2 separate regions of the Siniperca chuatsi genome follow, and region 2 is linked to region 1. The links are chromatin contacts, called in public Hi-C maps. All regions are on one chromosome and are shown on one strand. Each heading gives the region's core, a stretch centred on a gene start, on an enhancer-like site or on the middle of the called end of the contact. The rest is flanking DNA. Distances are from core to core; before and after follow the strand shown.

Region 1 (2,700 bases), core at 14-2,513:
TGTTGATGCACTCGATTCGCTAGAAAAATGCAAAGAAAAATATTCACCCATATTCTTTAACACACAGGATTTGAATCGAACAAACTTAATGCGATAAATGTGCAAATTTATCACATTAAGTTTGGTTCATCTAAATCCTCGCTGGATTTAATAACTGCTCTGCAGTGGTGGAAGAAGTACTCGGATCTTTAAGTAAAAGTAGCAACACCACAATAAAAAAAATACTCTGTTACAAGTAAAAGTCTTGCATTCAAAATCTTAAGTAAAAATACACAAGTATTAGCAGGAAATTGTATTAAAATATCAAAAGTAAAAGGTACTTGTTATGCAAAATGGCTCCATTCAAAGTGTTACATTTATTATATATTTATTACTGGAAGTTTATTCCTGATTTATTGCAGTCTAAGCAGCATCTGAACATTGTAAAGGTGTAGAGCTAATTTTAACAGCTGTATATACTGTTGGGTAGTTTCTTCAATAACAATGCACATCTTATAAACTGATCATGTTTAACGTATTAAATCTTGATCTGAAAAGTAACTGGTAACTATAGCTGCAGCGGAGTAAAAAGTACAATATTTCACCCTGAAATGTAGTGGAGTAGAAGTGTAATGTAGTATAAAATGGAAATACAAGTACCAGTTCTGTACTTAAGTACAATACTTAAATAAATGTTCTTATTTACATCCCACCACTGCAGATGTGAATAGGTTAAGCTTGAAACTGGAACAAGTCCAAACTCACCATACATGTATGACAAGTGCTAGTAGTATCGAGGTTAGCATGGCCGCCTTCCAGGTATCTCACTTCGAGTACATAGGATTTCAGACTCCATCCTTTAACTGGACATTTCCATGTTTAAGATTGTTTGACTGCTAAATCAACATCACAATGTTCAAGTCAAAAGTGGATAAACACTACTTCAAACCTTCCAAGCTCTGCCCTGACAATACTACTAGTTTTGCTACTGATAACTTATATTTTTTTATACATTGAGGAATTTGAACACGTTTTTCCACAAAACCCTTTTTTTCCATTGCACAAAAGAAGCCGACCTTCTGAAATAATAAATGTTGTCTAAACACAAACAGCTGTTAAGCTGAAAATTATCATTTTAAATCAGAAACTGTCTGATTAAAGAATAAGAAAACATGAGTATGAATCCTGGCAAGAATTCAAAGCCAGATTTCGGTACTTGACAGTTTTCTATTCTTGCTGATGCAGACACATTTCTGCCAGTAGCAAAAAAGTATTTAGCTTAGATACCCAGCCCTATCTTGACAAGCCAACGTGCACTTTCCTTAATCTAAACTAAAACATTTGTTGCAGAACTACAAATTGTACCAATGTTTATAGGAATTATATACCAAGCCTATTCAAATTATTAGATGAAAAAATACATGTTTACAGCTATACACAATTCTTTATTTTTAAAAAGATATTCAAGATGTGCTGAACACCACCACAGACAATGTAAAGCTAACATGTGACCAAACACTGCAACAAGGTTCATCCTTCTCTCCACGACTCTTGATCCCTCCAATCGGTGACCAATGAGTCTGCGCTGCTTTAATTTTGTCCATCGTCCTCCTTTCACACCAGGACTACTGGAACATGCAATCATAAGAAGGAGGACAGTTGTCGATGTCAAGTGGCTCTGCACAGCACGCTGCAGTGATCATTGTCGAGTCTGTCACCACTTTTGGGTGCATACAGGTGTCATCTGAGAATCAGACTGCCTGGAGTTGGAGCTTATTTGCCGATTCTCTGAACCACCCAGTCCTGCTGGCAGAGGGGGCAGCGATTGTTCTGCTTCACCCAAAGGGACATGCAGCAGTTATGGAAGGAGTGGTTGCACTCTCCCCATACAACTGAAAGAAGATGGCAGATAAGAGGGACACAGGGAGAGACAATGAATGAGTATTAACAGGGAACACACTGTAATTCAATCAGCTGAGGTTACACAGAATGTAAAAGTACAACCTTATTTCTTTTAATGGTGACTAAAACTGTTTATTTTTAGTGTATCTGAGATTCATATTTATGTGTTAAGATCTATCTATCTAATTGTTTTCCTAAAAGCACAATCCTTGGCATCTATGTCAGTACAGTCAAACGAGGTAAAGTGACACTTAATAGTGGTGTTCAAGCTATGACAAATGAGGAAGCTTACACAGAGACTACTGAAAAGATGAACTTGTACTCGGGTAGACTAGTTATGATAATTTCTAACATAAAAATCCCACATACACTATATACGCATATTATACTTGAGAAAGTCAGTGATTTAAAGTGCAGGTACACTACTGTACTTATATAAGTTGTATTATAATTACTTGCTCTGCAGTTGGCTCTTATAGCTAAATAAATCTGTTAGCACGTCATTTTTGGACGTTTGCCTAACGTTATTTTAACTAAATAATATGAGTTTCATCCAAACAATATAACTACATTATGTTTCTTTGCGGATTCAGGCTAATGTTATGCATTTCACTAACATGAAACGACCAAGAAGAAAAACCCCTTCCTCTGTGATTAGCTGGCTTGGTTGGTTTCTTTGACAACTCCGACACACTAACGTTAGCTAATGTTAGCTTGTTGGATTAACCTGCTGAGTGGTTGTTTCTTAACTTAACACTGCTATAACGCGTTTCTACTGCTTACCAACACAGTCCTCCTGTTTGTTTTCTGCCTGGCATC
Region 2 (2,700 bases), core at 77-2,576, 63 kb before region 1:
CCTGCAAATATTTACCTCAGGTCCAAGTTGGTGCAGAGGGCATCTGGCAAGGAGCGAACAAGTGTGAATTTCACTCTCGTTCTACAGACATGAAGTGTTGCAGGTCTGTGAAGTGAAACTGACATTAAAGGACAGTCGAAGCATTTAATTAAAGCAGGGTTTGTTTTTACCGCTCATCGATGTAATACTCATACATAAAAAATGTTTAGTAAATCTAATGACATAGTGTTTCAATTATTCATAAAATATCTGCAATCATTTAATGAATTTGTTTTAACATCTCTCTTATTCTTATCATATTTTATAAGCCATTTCATATCCCTTAAGTCTTCTTTTGTTTTTGTTATTATCTCTTTATGCAATTAACTGTTAACATCTAGTTTATTTTTATTATTCTCTGTTATTTGTGTATTTGTGGACCTAAGTGACAGCATTAGAGGAAGCTAATGGGGATCCAATAAACAATTAAAAACATTATTTATGATAAAGTGAACAAAGCCAGTAATTCACAGCAATGTCCCGCTTCCCTTTATTTTCTTAAAGCTTTAATTTGATTGGTTAAAAATGTCTGACTCTGAAAATGAACTACCATAACAATATAAATATCTTTTGTGTTTTTATAGTTATTGTTTTAGCTGAAACAGTGTTTGTTTACTTAAACAGCAATTTAACAGCTATTGAAAATCTTGTCTTTGCTGACCTCCACTGGTTTAACTTCTCACCTGTCCGCAGTGATGTAGAGGTGTACTGCAGGGTGTGTCAGTATACTGTGACATCAGTGTTGGGCGTGGTTACAGGTGCAACAGAGCACCCAGCAATAGTGATTGGTGTGGTTAGAGGTGAAACCCAACGCACTTTAAAGTTTCAACATAGTTTTACAAAAGGATAGGTGACAAATTAAAGGAAGAACCTTAATAAATGAGTGGAGAAAAGTAACAAATGCAGATGCTTCCTTACAGGGCACGAGGGGTCAATGAATGGTTTGATGGATATGAAAATTAATCATGTGCTTGTCGTAAGTGGGTGATGAAATCTCATCTGACGTCCTCTTAAATGTGAAACAGGTCTTCACAGTCACCTGATCTCAAACTGGACTGACAGCACTCTCACCACCATCATCTAAACACCAAATGAGGGGATATTTTATGGAAGAATGGTGTTCATCCCTTTGGTACAGTTTAGAGACTTGTAGAGTCAATGTCAAGACACACTGAATGCTATAAATGACTCTAGAGATCAAATCTTTATAAATATCTTTCTACGTGCTGAACAGGTCTTCACTTTCGAGATGCGGTTATACTGAGACCTACTTGCTGGATTTTTGACACCTGTCCCACCGGTGCCGTCACACAAAACGACACAGTGAGTCAAGCTCTCCTGCTGGAGTCGGTGTTGCGGTGCATGAAGGGAGTTTTGAGTTGTGAGTGTAAACTGGATTTGTGTCACTTCATGGCACACTTGAGTCAATGGTCTATCATGCTGGCAGCTGCAGGAACGCACACAGAGAAAATGAGGACAAGGGGGAAAGAGACAGAAACGTCCTGACAGTGTGCCAGAACAGAAAGAAGAGAAGTAACATAATCATTCACAGAGCATAAAGGTGACCTGAAAATTGAGTGCCAAAACCAACTTATATGACCGCAGCGGCGACATGCCCTAAATTTCTCCCTCCCTTCTGCTTTAAGTGCAAGTACAAATGATTTTTTATGCATTATTCACAAAACAGAGCCTTCTCCCCCAATTTTCTCCACTCATGTGTGTCCTCTCCCTTTGATGATATAACCAAAGTAAGAGGGAGAGAGAAAAGCGAGGGAGTGCAGAAATGGAGGAGTTCAGAGGATGGCTTTCCTCTTGGGAACACAGAGCTCTCATACCAAAGGGGATCCTGCACTCTTCTGAAACAGTCTGAATCTTCCTGTAGACCAGGCTCCAAACACCAGCATTAACATGACAGTCATGTATCCTCTCTGCCATGACTGCAACCAGACACATCAGTGCCAAGTTACACACTTGGCCTGCTTTCTCAGGCTGGCTTTTCATCAAACAGGTATATGTAGGGTATTCCTGTATGCGCTGCTTCCTTCTTTATCAATAATATTTGAATTTACATTTACATGAATGCACAAATCTGAAAAACGACTGGAGAGAATAACCTCAGAATCACCCCGAGAGATTTTTGAACTCGGGGATCCAGATATGACAGCAGCAACAATTGGATGAGCGTGCTATGGGAAAGATGAAAGGCAGTTAAACTTGTAGTCATATTAAGTGGGCTGAGGCCTTTCATGATTCATACTGAGGCTTCATCTTACCGTTCAGTCGAGCTAGTGATCCCAAATGTTGAATAGGCTTATATATATATATATATATATATATATATATATATATATATATATATATATATATCTATATATATATCTGGATTCTTTGTAAAGCTTAGCAGTGAATGATAGAAAGCCAATTAACTTCCTCCCACTGTTCTGAGTGGGCACAGAGTGATTTTTAAAAGAAATTATGATGTTTTTCTCACAACACATGCACCTGACACAGAGCAGCCCTTAATTCAGTTTTACCATTGAATCTTATTTATGCTAATAGAAAATGTGTCTTTTTACAAAAACATTTTGGTAAATATGTGTATTCACTTTCTTGCCGAGAGTTCGATGAGAAGATTGATACCACTCCCATATATGTGCATTA

What was found. A called contact is a pair of places that touch in the nucleus more often than the background predicts.
Region 2: a Hi-C map of an unstated tissue shows a contact between it and region 1, with 2.8 times the contacts expected there. The contact joins the enhancer-like site here to the promoter of grk7b in region 1. A contact is called at or near these places in 2 of 3 Hi-C or Micro-C datasets (skeletal muscle and an unstated tissue).

What each region holds. Positions count from the first base shown.
Region 1 is chrLG7:13,324,774-13,327,473 of ASM2008510v1, reverse strand. grk7b (rhodopsin kinase grk7-b) reads right to left here and starts at 1,263. Exons shown (of 4, transcript XM_044202859.1): 1 at 1-1,263. It overlaps rnf7 (RING-box protein 2), which reads right to left. Exons shown (of 3, transcript XM_044202860.1): 2 at 2,665-2,700; 3 at 1,404-1,871. The coding sequence ends at 1,753.
Region 2 is chrLG7:13,387,482-13,390,181 of ASM2008510v1, reverse strand. No RefSeq gene overlaps it. Among protein-coding and RNA genes, the nearest start is that of fzd9b, 17 kb to the right of the region's middle. Within about 2 kb of position 1,326, the one cell type or tissue checked has an H3K27ac peak away from gene starts, as active enhancers do.